Linked DNA regions of Mus musculus: region 1 is linked to region 2. Evidence: chromatin contacts called from public HiChIP or PLAC-seq data. All regions are on one chromosome and are shown on one strand. The core of a region is the stretch at or near the end of the contact, and the rest is flanking DNA. Distances in the headings are between cores, read along the strand shown. Region 1 overlaps Lrp2 (low density lipoprotein receptor-related protein 2). Region 2 overlaps Cers6 (ceramide synthase 6).

Evidence for each region. HiChIP or PLAC-seq counts read pairs in DNA pulled down with a chosen protein or histone mark.
Region 1: an H3K4me3 HiChIP or PLAC-seq map of bone marrow-derived macrophages shows a contact between it and region 2, with 5 times the contacts expected there. The contact joins two enhancer-like sites. A contact is called at or near these places in 3 of 115 datasets of contacts at active chromatin or transcription factors (bone marrow-derived macrophages, embryonic forebrain and stem cell-derived neural progenitor cells).

What each region holds. Positions count from the first base shown.
Region 1 is chr2:69,545,507-69,551,957 of GRCm38.p6, forward strand. Lrp2 (low density lipoprotein receptor-related protein 2) reads right to left here. Exons shown (of 79, transcript NM_001081088.2): 3 at 5,324-5,446; 4 at 3,434-3,550. Among named protein-coding and RNA genes, the nearest start is that of Lrp2, 37 kb to the right of the region's middle. Within about 2 kb of position 1,570, at least 2 of the 459 cell types and tissues checked have an H3K27ac peak or open chromatin away from gene starts, as enhancers often do. A contact at or near this core is called in bone marrow-derived macrophages, where this site is marked.
Region 2 is chr2:68,871,913-68,877,869 of GRCm38.p6, forward strand. All of the region lies in intron 1 of Cers6 (ceramide synthase 6), which reads left to right. Among named protein-coding and RNA genes, the nearest start is that of Cers6, 13 kb to the left of the region's middle. Within about 2 kb of position 1,924, at least 146 of the 459 cell types and tissues checked have an H3K27ac peak or open chromatin away from gene starts, as enhancers often do. A contact at or near this core is called in bone marrow-derived macrophages, where this site is marked.

The DNA.
Region 1 (6,451 bases), core at 320-2,819, 670 kb after region 2:
TGTCTGGCTTAACCCCTGATCACATAAGAACACTAACGCAACTAGCGGCTGCTATGCATCCAAACTCATGTTTAAGACAGCTAAGAATCTGATGAAATGGATCTCACCAGCACGGACATCACAGGCATAGAGACAGCTTGGCACACAGCACTCTCTACAGAGGACTGTCGCTTTGCTGTAACACTCCCTTCCTGAAGGTCCAGGCATCGATTCATTCTGCCTATCAGTCAATTTTCAACTAGAGCAGCAAGAGGGTGGCTTTGCTCCAGGAGACATTTGAGATGTCCTGTTGGGGATACACTCCTGGCATCTAATAGACATTTCCTGCAGTGCATAGAACAGTCTAGAAATCTCAAGTCTTGGTGTCACTGAAGCCAGAGTTGGCAACATTAGATACAGCTAATTTCTAGGAGACAGAAAACAAAACAAAACAAAAAAAAACAAAACCGTGGTGAAGGACAAAGAGGTAAAGGATGGGGCTGGAGAGATGGCTCAGCAGTTAAGAGCACTGACTGCTCTTCTGAAGGTTCTGAGTTTAAATCCCAGCAACCACATGATGGCTCACAACCATCTGTAATGAGATCTGATACCCTGTTCTAGGATGTCTGAAGACAGCTACAGCGTACTTATATATAATAATAAATAAATCTTAAAAAAAAAAAAAAAAAGAGGTGAAGAATGCAAAGAATCAAAACCAGACTAGAAAATTCTAGGACAACTAACAGGAAGGACTTCCTCCTCTTCCTCCCCCTCCCTTCCCTTTTCCCCATTCCCCCTCCTTCTTCTGAGTTTTGTTTATTTATGTGTAGGGTGTTTAACTGAAATTAAAAAAAAAAAAAAAACTTCCACAGTAAAAAAAAGCAGCCATAAAGAGTAACATTTCAAAATGCAAACTATCAGCCAGGTGTGGTAGCTTTTAATCCCAGTACTCAGGAGGCAGAGGCACGTAGATTTCTATGAACTTGGGACAGCAGAGCTACATAGTGAGACCTCATCTCAAGGGGAAAAAAAGGAAAAGGAAAAAAATATATAGCTACATACACTTCAAGCCAATAAATTTTTATAAACTTTCATTCCTAATACAAGGCATAAATTAAGGACGGTAGTATGTTTATAACCCCAGCACTTTGGAAGACTCGGAGTTCAAGGTCACAGTAAGATTGAGGCCAGTCTGGGATGCATGAGACATGCGTGCCCTTGCTGTTGGGCTGTGGATTGGAATCCTGACCCTGCCTTTAGATTCCATGTGGAACAAGGGTGCTTATTACACTGCTGTACGGTGATTGCCTGCCGGGTAGCTGGTGAATACCAGCTCCTTCTCTGAAGAGATTCGAACTCTTGTGGTTCCCATACACACCCACACTGGCACTTTCCTAAACGTTTTTCAAAGATGTTTAACGTGGTATGCACGTGTGTCTTCGAGGGTGTATATGCACGTGTATATGCCCACTAGGCCGGAGGCACCACACCCCCTGGTGCTGGATTTACAGGCAGTTGTGAACTGTCTGAAATGGGTGCTGGGAGCAGAGGGCGCCATCGTTCCAGCCCCACAGCAGATGAGAGCACTAAGGAGGAAGTGTGAAGGTTCCTAACTTCCTCATCTGGGAGAATCTAATACATAAAAGCAAATACGATTTAACAGAGGAGTCATTGCAAATCTCCTTAAATATGTGAGGTTTGCTTAAGGCTTTTGTGTGCGTGCACTGAAGAGCTCCTGGCACTGTCTCATTCCAGGAACAGGGATCTTGACTCTGGATCTCTCTCCTTCCCTCACCAAGCCCTTGCACTGAGAGAAAAATCTGCATCTCAAAGGTTGATTAAGGTCTGGTGAGACCTTAATCAGTAGACACAGGCACTTGTTGCCAAGCCTAACGACCTGAGTTCAATCTCCAGAACCCACATGGAGAGAACTCACCTCCCCATACTCGTGTGTGTGTGTGTGTGTGTGTGTGTGTGTGTGTGTGTGTGTGTGTAGTCCCTCCCCTTCCCTCTCTTATTGTGGCTGCTCATCATCCTCATATCCTACCATGTTTCCTCCCGACCCCCACCATCACCAACCCCTGGAAGATCCAATGCAGTTGTGCTAGCTGACCCTGCCTTGGCTGGAGGGTGCTCACACGGAAATGCTCCAGACTCTCAGCTGCCTTTCACTCTCTCAAAGTAGCATTCCTTTCCTACATTTGGCATGAAGCACCATTTTTACACATTTGTAGATAAAGGAAAAGGACACAGTCCGAGTGCTGGTGACACAAAGCCCTGGAGCTCTCTGTGAAAGATGGCCCTTTCTCCTGGTAGTGGCCAGGCTGAACCGGAAGACAAACTGAGACCTAGAACAGCCCCTAGACCCTTTGAAGTTTTAGTTCTTTTATTTGGAGAAGACTATTTCACCTGTCCTGTTGTCCTAATAGCTGGAATTATAATGATCAGAATTCACAAAATGCGACAATATGCCATATATCACCATTGTGTGGTAAAGAACCTATTGCTTGCTTCACAAAATACCAAGGCCTTATCATCTCTAAAATTGCCAGTGTCCAGTCACTTAGATGCATAACATCCAAAGTAAAAAGAAACAGCATGGCATTCCTTATCCTCCTGTCTCCACGCTAGGATTACAGGGGTGGACCATCACACCTGGTGTATTCGAAGCTGGGGATCCAATCCAGGTCATGCTACCTGACAGCCACTCAACCAACAGAGTCGCAGCCCCAGCCCAAACTTCTGTGTCTTATACAGGTTATGTCTCACTGCATAACCCTGGCCAGCCTAGAACTTGCTGTATAGACACGGTGGCAGGCCCGGAACTCATAAAGACCTGATTGTTTCTGCCTCCCGTTACACCCAGTGCCTACCGGTTTTGTATAAACCTCTCTGCCTTTTTCATAGTATACAATGCGGCAGTTTCTGTTTTGACTGTTATTATTTACATTGTGCAGAGAATACCATGATTTATATGTCCTATTTTGTGTCAATCCATTACAAACTGATCTAAGTAACTGCCATTATACAGAGATACATTTTCAAAATGTAACTATTTTCCAAAGTATTTTCTGGAACGTACAGAGTCCACAAAAAGAGAAAAAAAAAAAAAAACTACGAAATTTTACCTCGAAACTTGACCAAAGCAATTAAATATAAAAACTATAGATTTTGACCAAAAATGGATGCTGTGCTCAATGATTCAATAAGCTTGGGGAATTCTGCTAATGTTTTAAAGTTTCTTACTTCAAAAAAACCTGACATGCTAAGACAGGAAAAACAGGATGCCTTGTTAAAAGAGAACTGCCATCAGACCATCACCCCTAATCCACAAAAGAATCTGCCAAGAGCTCTCAACAAGAGGCGTATTGTAGGCATTTCTGTCCATCAGCAAACCTAGCAAGTTGATTAAGATGCCAAAGGTGAAAGCAAGCACTGGGCAAAGCAGACTCACAGCAGTTTCTCTCGTCAGAGCCATCGGGGCAGTCACTGACATGGTCACACCTGTACTCGATGGGAACACACTGACCATTGGAGCACGTCAGCTGCTGGCTTGAGCACGTGGTCCCAGCTGCGAAGAACAGAGAACTTTGTTTACAGTTATTACCAAACATAGAGTAGCCATTGATGTTTACCAAATATGAATAATGATACTGGAGGGGAAGACAAAAACAAGCATCTATTGGATGTATACTTCACAGGGACATATGCAAAAGCAAAGGTATTTTGTACTGTAGTTATTAACATGTGTTGAGCACTACAGAAATTTAAAAGGTGTATAAAAGAGGGTGAATAAGATATGGGCGTTAACCAAAGACTGGTAAGTATAGGGGTGGAGAAATAGTTCAGTGGCTAAGAGCACTTGTTCCTCTGTCAAAAAGTCCAGGGGTCAATTTCCAGCACCCACATGATGGCCCACGACCACCCATGACTCCTGTTCCCCAGGATCCAATGCCCTCTTCTGGTCTTCTTGGGCTTCTGCATGGACACGGTGCACATAAACTCATGCAGGTAAACACACATACACATAAGTGAATAAATACCTTTAAAAAAGGAAAGGGCAGCAGTGGCTCCCAGACACGCAGGAAATAGAGTCCTGGTGTCATGGGAAGGAGTAATAGGCATGACTGTACAGCCAGAACATGGAAGGGCAAGGTAGAGGCAAGAGGATCAAAGTTCCAGACCAGCCTCAGTAACTTTGCAGGGAACGGGAAATAAGGGTGTGCGGTGAGAAGGAGGGCAAAGGCAACTTCCTCTCACATAGGAGGAGAATAGACAGGGAGCTGTGGGCGAGCATCTAGCTGACACAACTGGACAAAAGACAATGAACACCTAGATAGCATGCATAAAGACAGAAGGCTATGACTGGGAACAGCAAGCTTTCTGCCCCAAGAACAATTTAAGGACCAGGAAGGAAGGCATGGAAGCATCATTGCTATCTCCATGAGGCAACTGGAAACCAAATCATGGCTCGAAAAGGGGTTTAGTAAGGTATTTAATTTGGCTATTGTCATTTCGGTTTTTAGACAGTATTTCACTCTGTCACCCTGGCAGGCCTAGAAAGCATTATGTAGCCCAATGGCCTCAAGCTCACAGCAGTCCTCACACCTCTGCTTAAGGTATGTGCAGGCACACGGTCTAACTGGATCTCGGCAGCAGTGTCTAGCAGCAGACAGCTCAGGTGCCAAGCACAGAATGAGAGGAGGGATGGAAGGGATTTCTGAGCCTAAGAAAGATTCTGGGACAAGTCAGGTGGGAAATGGTAAATTAGTGTGGCCAATGAAAGAGAGGGAAGAATCAATCAGAAATAACTTCCATGTTCCCAGGGCAGGTTCCAGTGGGAACATGATTTCTTTTGGTGCTTGTGGATAACATATTTCCTGCCGCAAACAGAAATCTATTTTAATATAAAATACAGGCAAAAAGAAAGATCTGGGACCTAAGCATAGCTTTGAGTCCTCATCAGCCCACAGAGCAAAGAATAGCAGGACCATCCTGAGATGGGGCTTGCTCACTACCACTATTTTAATTTTATACTTCAAATTAAGGCCTGACAAGCTAACCAGTTCCAAGCTTCAGGGGTCTAAGTCTGTTGTATAGACACACTTTATATGACCCGGCCTCTGAACCAGATTAGCAGGATGAGATTACCAGCATATCACTAGATAGTTTAAGTTCCAGAGCCTTGGTGATGAAAAATCAGCTCTCTGTGTGTCACCTGTATACAGCACACTAACTGGAGATGGAAGAAGAAGAGGAAGAGGAAGAGGAAGAGGAAGAGGAAGAAAGAAGGAGGAGGAGGAGAAGGAGAAGAAGAAAAAACCCTTTCTCTAAAACCACTTACGGCAATTTTGCTGTTCATCTGCACCATCGGAACAATCCTTATCCTGGTCACACACCCAGGAGCTAGGGATGCAGGTGCCTTCGGCAGGACACAGGAAAAAGCCTGAACCGCAGGACCTGGGAGCTGAAACAAAACCATAAAGAGGGGAGGGGCTTATGCAGGCCAACTGCTTGATACAGTAACAGCAGTGCTTGCTGGGCACAGTTGTTAGATCATCCCAGCGATGGCATCCAAACAGGTAATCTCAAAGAGAGACTTAAGTAAGCACACATGCACACTCATCTAACAGAAGTCGCAAAAATCTAATCTATGTAAAACAAAAAAAAAAAATTAACTAGTGTTTTTTGCTAGATTTCTAGCATCTAAGCGTAAAGTGTCACAGTTGATGAACAATAGGTGAAATTTGAAGAGAGAGAGAAACCAAGAATGAAATGATTCTTTCCACATTTACTTGTTTTAGGAATTTTGGTGAGTTCTGAGCCTTAATGTCTGCATCCTAAAAGTGAAAAAAATAATGTGTGTAAAAGAGCCATGTAATGCTAACTCTCATTGCCACAGGCACTATTGAGGTCATAGTCGTAGGGCACCGAAATGTCTGAAGACCTGGAGACTGTCTGTGCATGCCCGCATCCTAGAATACCATTTGCACATTCTGCCCCCTCCCCACTCCCACCCCCATTTCTTAAACAGTAAAATCCCAGGAATCAGAGTGAATTAATATCATATGATCATGTCCTACGATATCATATGCCAAAATCATAGCTGAAAATAAAGTATCACCTGATCAATTAGGGACTAGTAGGAATGCACAACCTATCAGGCTCCGCCCCCAGCCATGGAGTGGCATCTTGTGGTTCTGCAAGATCTATGTGTATGTGTAAGTGTGAGAGGCCCCAGACATATTTCTTTCCTTCATTCCCATTTCGAATGCATCACTGGAGCGTGACAGCTGCTCAGCTGTGCATGGAGTGGTCAAACACTCATGTTGTCTGCTGCCTTCCTGACTGGGATGATAACCCTCATCTGTTGACCTGTCAGAATGAAGGACTTCACAGCCTAGTGACTCATCACTGGTGACGAGTCAGAGCAAAGGACTAGAGGGTTAGAGTTGAGGTAAGTGGCTTGAGA
Region 2 (5,957 bases), core at 674-3,173:
AAGGGAAATGGGCTCATTTGCTATTACCACTGGTAGTAGCAAACATAAAAATTGGCATTCGTATTGACTAAGGATCAGAACTTTATTCTGGCACTTACAAACCACAGGCCTGGAAGCAGGTTAAACCCCTTCAAACACAGTTTCTCCGTAAAACATACAGAGTTAGTATGAGGTTGGGGAAGAGAATGGTTGGAGGAGTGGCTGCTCTTCCTGCAGGTTTATTCTGGCCATTCATAGGTGTCTCCTGGCAGTCACTTTCTGGGATGTGGGCAGAACTCTGATGTCCAGATACCACATCTAGCTGACCCCACTGCGCATGATGAACACACACACACACACACACACACACACACACACACACACACACACTTCCTATACAGAGCCAGTATTATCTAGGCAGGGCATCTCCACTCGTTGGAATTGTGTGTTCCCCATTCCCTTTCCTCTTCTTTCTTAGGTTTGTCTTCTGGGAAGGCTGATTGTTCTAGTGGTATCAGCCAGAGTAGCCCTAGCAGCTTCATGAAGAATGGGGTCTTGGCTACTCCATCCGCATGTAATACATTTGATGTGCTTGGGCATTAATAACAAGATAGCTCAGAGCTCCTTTTCTCCCACGAATAGCTTCCCAACATGGGAAAGCATCAAGACTGACACTGACTGATCCCTTTCAGAATTTGAGGTCCTATGGATTACTTCCTCTTGATGCCGAAGGAGAAAAGAAATACGGCTGGAGAAACAGCTCGGCAGTTAAGACTGTGTCCTTCTCTTACGGAGGAAGGAAGCTCTGTTTCGAACACCTAAGTCAGGTGGCTCATAGCTGCCAGAAACTATGGCAGGGTGTCTGATACCCCCTCTGGCCTCTGCAGGGACTGTATGCACAAACTCATAGTTACACAATATACACACAATTAAAATATTAAAATAAAAAAGAAGGTTCAGTCTATTACCTTTGAGATCATATTTATAAAAACCACAATCATTCAACTTGGGCTGGAAAAAATACGTTGGTGTCTTTTTCAGAGAAACAGATGAGTAGACCCCCCATTTGTGTGTGTGTGTGTGTGTGTGTGTGTGTGTGTATGTGTGTGTGTGTGTGTGTGTGTGTGTGTGTGTAGTATTTATGTCTAACCTCACTTCACTTCAGAAATGCAGGAGGGATTTGCTCTCAGCCATGGGCGTTTTTTCAACTAGCCATAATTTAAATATAATTTGTAAATGTCTGGCCGTGTAAGTAATACTTTAAATCTGCCATTTGGAGAAAAGGGCACTGACAGAGTATTTTAGGGTGATTTAGTACAGTATTTGTGGTGGGTTGTCCTTTAAATGAGGAAGTGAGGCAGAGATAAATAAAACCACAATTCTTACAGTGGCAAGTCCAAAAATTGCCTTAGCCATAGTTAGCGGAATCGTGAACTTTCTTGCTTTGAAGGAAGTTGAAACTTACTCTTTCCAACCTACTTCAGCCTACCATGGATCAGCCAGTAGGGTGGGGATGGTGATCGCTCGCTTCCAGTAAGGGGAGTATATTATTTGTAGGTGATGTTAAAAAAATAATAAAACTGACTCAAAGTTGTTACACATCCAGGCAAACTGATTCTAAACCCAAATATGTTAAATCGATAAAATACTCTTCAAGAGCTGGGTGACCTGTAACGCTGTCACACATGGTATGGAACACCCGTAATCTGAAGCCATATTGAGAAATAATGGCCAAGGTGTGAAGCTCTAGCTCTCTTTACAGGGCATGGAAACAAACCTTAGAGCCTCAGAGGGACTGTGGTACTCAGGTCCTGGCAGAGCCTGGAATCTTCAGACAGTGCCCCTGAGGAAGGACCCACAGCGCAGGGAGAGCTAGACTCACCGTCCTTCCCCACTAAGCACTTGTGTGTCATAGCCAGGGTCATCCACACAGTGAAAACAGTTGTACTGCCTCACCCTACAGAGACTGAGAGTGACTGTAGAAAGGAGATTCAGTGGAGACGGAGTGGGAGTGGCAGGAGCTCCCTGCCTCATTGTCCACGTGCCAAGATTTGTGACTTAATTTTTTTTTTTTTTTATTTTAGTGACGGGTATCAAAAGTGTGGGTTGTGGATCTCAGATGCCCAGGGCCAGTTCTCTGTGTACTGGCTCCTTCCCGCCCACATGTTGACCCTGTGTGTCACTGAAACCATGTACTCGCCTCCCCCACCCCGCCCCCGCCTTGGCCACTACTGTGTGCTCCGTCTAGCTTGTTGAGCTGATTGTTCGTCAGCCACACTCAACAGGCTGCTTGTGGCTTGTAAAGGGAAAAAATAGATATCCAGGTGGTGGTTGGCCACCAGCTGTTATTTCTGAGGCGTGGGCGGACCAGCAAGTACTTAGTTGCCTATGTGTCTTGTGAGTCTGATTGTGTCGAGCTTTTCAATGTTTGATTCTTGCTTTCCCTACAGTTGGGTACCTGTGTTTATTTGAAAAACCAGACTCTGAAAACAAAAGGGTCACCTGACTATGGCTTAGCGTTTGAGGATCAAAGGGCTAGGAGGTTCCAGGCATTCTGAGGTTGCCTCCCTCGGAGGTAGCTTTAGCTGTAGCTCTCTAAGAGCTGGGTTCATGGTTGTCAGCCTGCCCTCCTGGCCCTCCTCAGCTCTCTTCATCTGGCACAGTCAAGCCATGTAAGACTGGAGGGCAGCTAGTGGGCAAGCTGGGGCTTGCTCCCGCCTTTTGGCCACTGTATCTCACTTCCTTGCTATTCTGTATCTTAGTTCCCCTCTTGCTTGAAATAGGCTAGGTCATCAAATCCAAAGAGTATGATGTGCATGCATGGAAGCAGTTTGAGGGGACTCGCATTGACCTCTGGCCCTCAGCTGTTGCAAACTGTTCTGTTATCCCTTGTATTTGCTAGAGTGATGATGCGTGGGACCAGTCTACATCCATACACGGCGAGTTCCTGGGAGCTCTCAGTAGGATGTTTGCTAACCTCAACATTAAAATTCTTTTATGTTTTGAAACTGTAATAAATAACACAGAATAAAATGTTCACACTGTTTTCAGACGTGACTTCATGGTACAGGGCTAAAGTTTTTTTCTGATTTAAAAGTAAAAATAAAAGGATATGCAGCTGGTTATGGCTTTCCATGATGTTGAGATGATAGATTTTTTTTTTTTTTTTTTTTTTTTGCTGAACAGTTTTCTCTCTCTCCAAAGCTGAAGATGACGAGACAAAGAAATGTTGCATTGAAATAGAAGCGAGCTTGCAAGCCTTCCTTCCTATCAGCCCCCATTCCACTTTGTTAGCCAGTGTCTAAACCTTTGCCCAACATTCAGATAACCCAAGGACTTTTACGCCTTTCATGTTGTCTAACGTGTTCCTAAAGTGGATGCACTTGGTCCTGGGGACTTTTAATTTGGCCTGTTTTCAAAGTCCATCTAAGAGTGAGGGTGTTACTCTGGGAACTCTGAAGAAGTGACAGGAGATGTGCTTGCCTTTACAAGTGGAGTTGAGCACATTATTTCTTGTCCTGAGGCCAGTGCTCAGATTTGGAGAAAGTGAGACCCAGAAAAAAGAAAGGAATTGAGAGAGGTGACATTGATTTTGTTGATTTTCAGGGTGTGCCACAGCCAGAAAGACTTAGAGCTCTGATTTGGACCAAAACTTGGTAAACCTGGTTCAAACACATTATACCCTAGTGGGTATTCACACTAATTGTAAATCCTAGCTCTCAAATGTGTAGTTATTTACCACTTACCCAACAAACAGCTGTATGCTTTGGTTTTTTATTGTGGTCAACAGGACACATACAGAAACATGCCCAAAATATGCCTGACTGAAGAGATCACCGAGTCACCACAACGAAGTGAACCCACTAAAGATGTTTTTGTTAATTAATACTTTAAAGCTTTTTGGCATTGAGACGTGTCCGCTCCTGGCAGCACCCATCAACTAGGAAGAAGAGCCTGGACATCAAAGGCCCTCCATTTGGAGATGGCTTCATTTGTGGCAAGCCAGCCACCCCACAAAGAAAATGCCATGTGTTTAACTAGTTAGACAGATTAAGAGACCATTGTTAACTTCCTTTCTCATAAACTTCCTCTCTTAGTATTGACCTAGTTTTATAAATTAAGTAAAATTAAATTTCAGAGTGAAGATACAAAACCTAGTACAGGCAACAAAGCTCATGTTTCTACTCAAAGCCATTGGTTTCCTGTGAAGGTCAATGTTGTCTCTGGTGTTTGCCACAACCAAAAACTGAGTACTTTTTCTTTTCAGGGGGAGGCAGTGGAGAGAATGCACACACACACACACACACACACACACACACACACACACGCGCGCGCTTCTGTTTTGGCTGTCAAATTTAATGTTATGGCTGGGAATGTAGCGCAGTGTACAGGGCTCTCACAAAGACCTAGATCCCACTCCTAATAACACCACTGGTAGGAGAAAAGCAAATAAGAAAGTATTTTAGAGAAAAATGGGAAGAGGATGTGAGTCTGTAAGCAAGAGAAGGAACCAGTTAAAATAACCATTTTTCTTTCTTTCTTAAATGTATTTTACTATATATATTTTTGAAATTCCCCTACACATGCACTAAATTTAGGTCACTTTCTCCCTTTTCTTTGCTATTTTAGTTCCTCCCGTGCTGTCTCCCCCCCCCCCCCATCAAATTCAAGACCTTTCCATCTTTATCGTTGTCACACACACACACACACACTGCACATGTATATATATAAATACAGACTGCTGAGTCCATTTTCTGCTGCTCATGAGTATTTGTGTTTAGTGCTGAGCTCTTGGGATCAGATTAACTCTCAGGGGTCTCTTCCCTGGAGAAGACCCAGTCTCCCTCTCTTAGCAGCCATTAGTCGCCTGTATTCTTTGCCTGGGATGGGATTGTATGGTGCTGTCCTTGTGCCCTTCTTGCTTAGTGACCATATTGCTGAGCTTTTTTGCCACATATAGAAGACAGCATCTCACAGCAGACATCCTGGTTCTTAAACCTTCCATTGTTATTCTAGACATGTTGAAACATTATTGTTATTCTGAGCATGCTGAAACATTATACTGTTTTACATTTAAGACTTACACTCCACTTAAAACACATGTTTTTCTGAGTTCTTCTTATCTAAGAAAGTTTTTCTAGTCTATGTTTGGCTATATCTTCAATTCAGATAATAACAGATTTCTATACTGCTTCCTTATATTAATATTGGAAATGTTTTAAATATTTGAAATTACCAAGCCTTTAAACATTGTTTAAAATATTATTTTATATGTGTCCAATCTCATTGAGAAACTCAATACAGAAAGGAAACACAACCAAGTTCTGATCTCCATACGGATTGCTCAGTTCTTGCCTCTGATGTGACCACAATGAGAAGTGAATATGTTTATATCCTTCTTGAATCCTTTCGGTTCATGACTTTGGGTATAAGACAGATAGATTGGAATTAAATATATATAAAACGGAATGATCGACTCTGAGTTCTGCCATAGAACTTAGCATATCTCTCCAGTTTAGCAGCCTGTCTTGAGTAGTTTTCCAGGGCTGGCAAGTGTAGAGCAGCGGTCTTCTTTTTAGTCTGATACAGTATTGCATGGTGAGCCAGAGTCATAGTTCACTCAGATACTCTATAAATGCTTTCAGAAACAATGTTACAACTTCATTATTCTATAGAGACGTGCTTGTACTGAGGTGTCAACTCCAAACTAACACACAGAGGTAAAAGTGCTGGCTCAGAGGATGTGCATAGCTAAAATTGCTAATGTTGCCAGAACCTTTCAGGGAACCCTGTAGGAATTTATGCTCCCTCTCAGTACTGTACGGGGAAACCCATTCCTCATATGCCTTCTACTTTGCTGGACTGGCTCTACAAGGAAAGTGGCCTTCAAGTCCTTTTGTAGCACTCTGCCTCTCTGCTTAGGTAAACATTTGGTTCTTATGGTGTGTATTATGGTTTTTACACATGTATGAAATTGT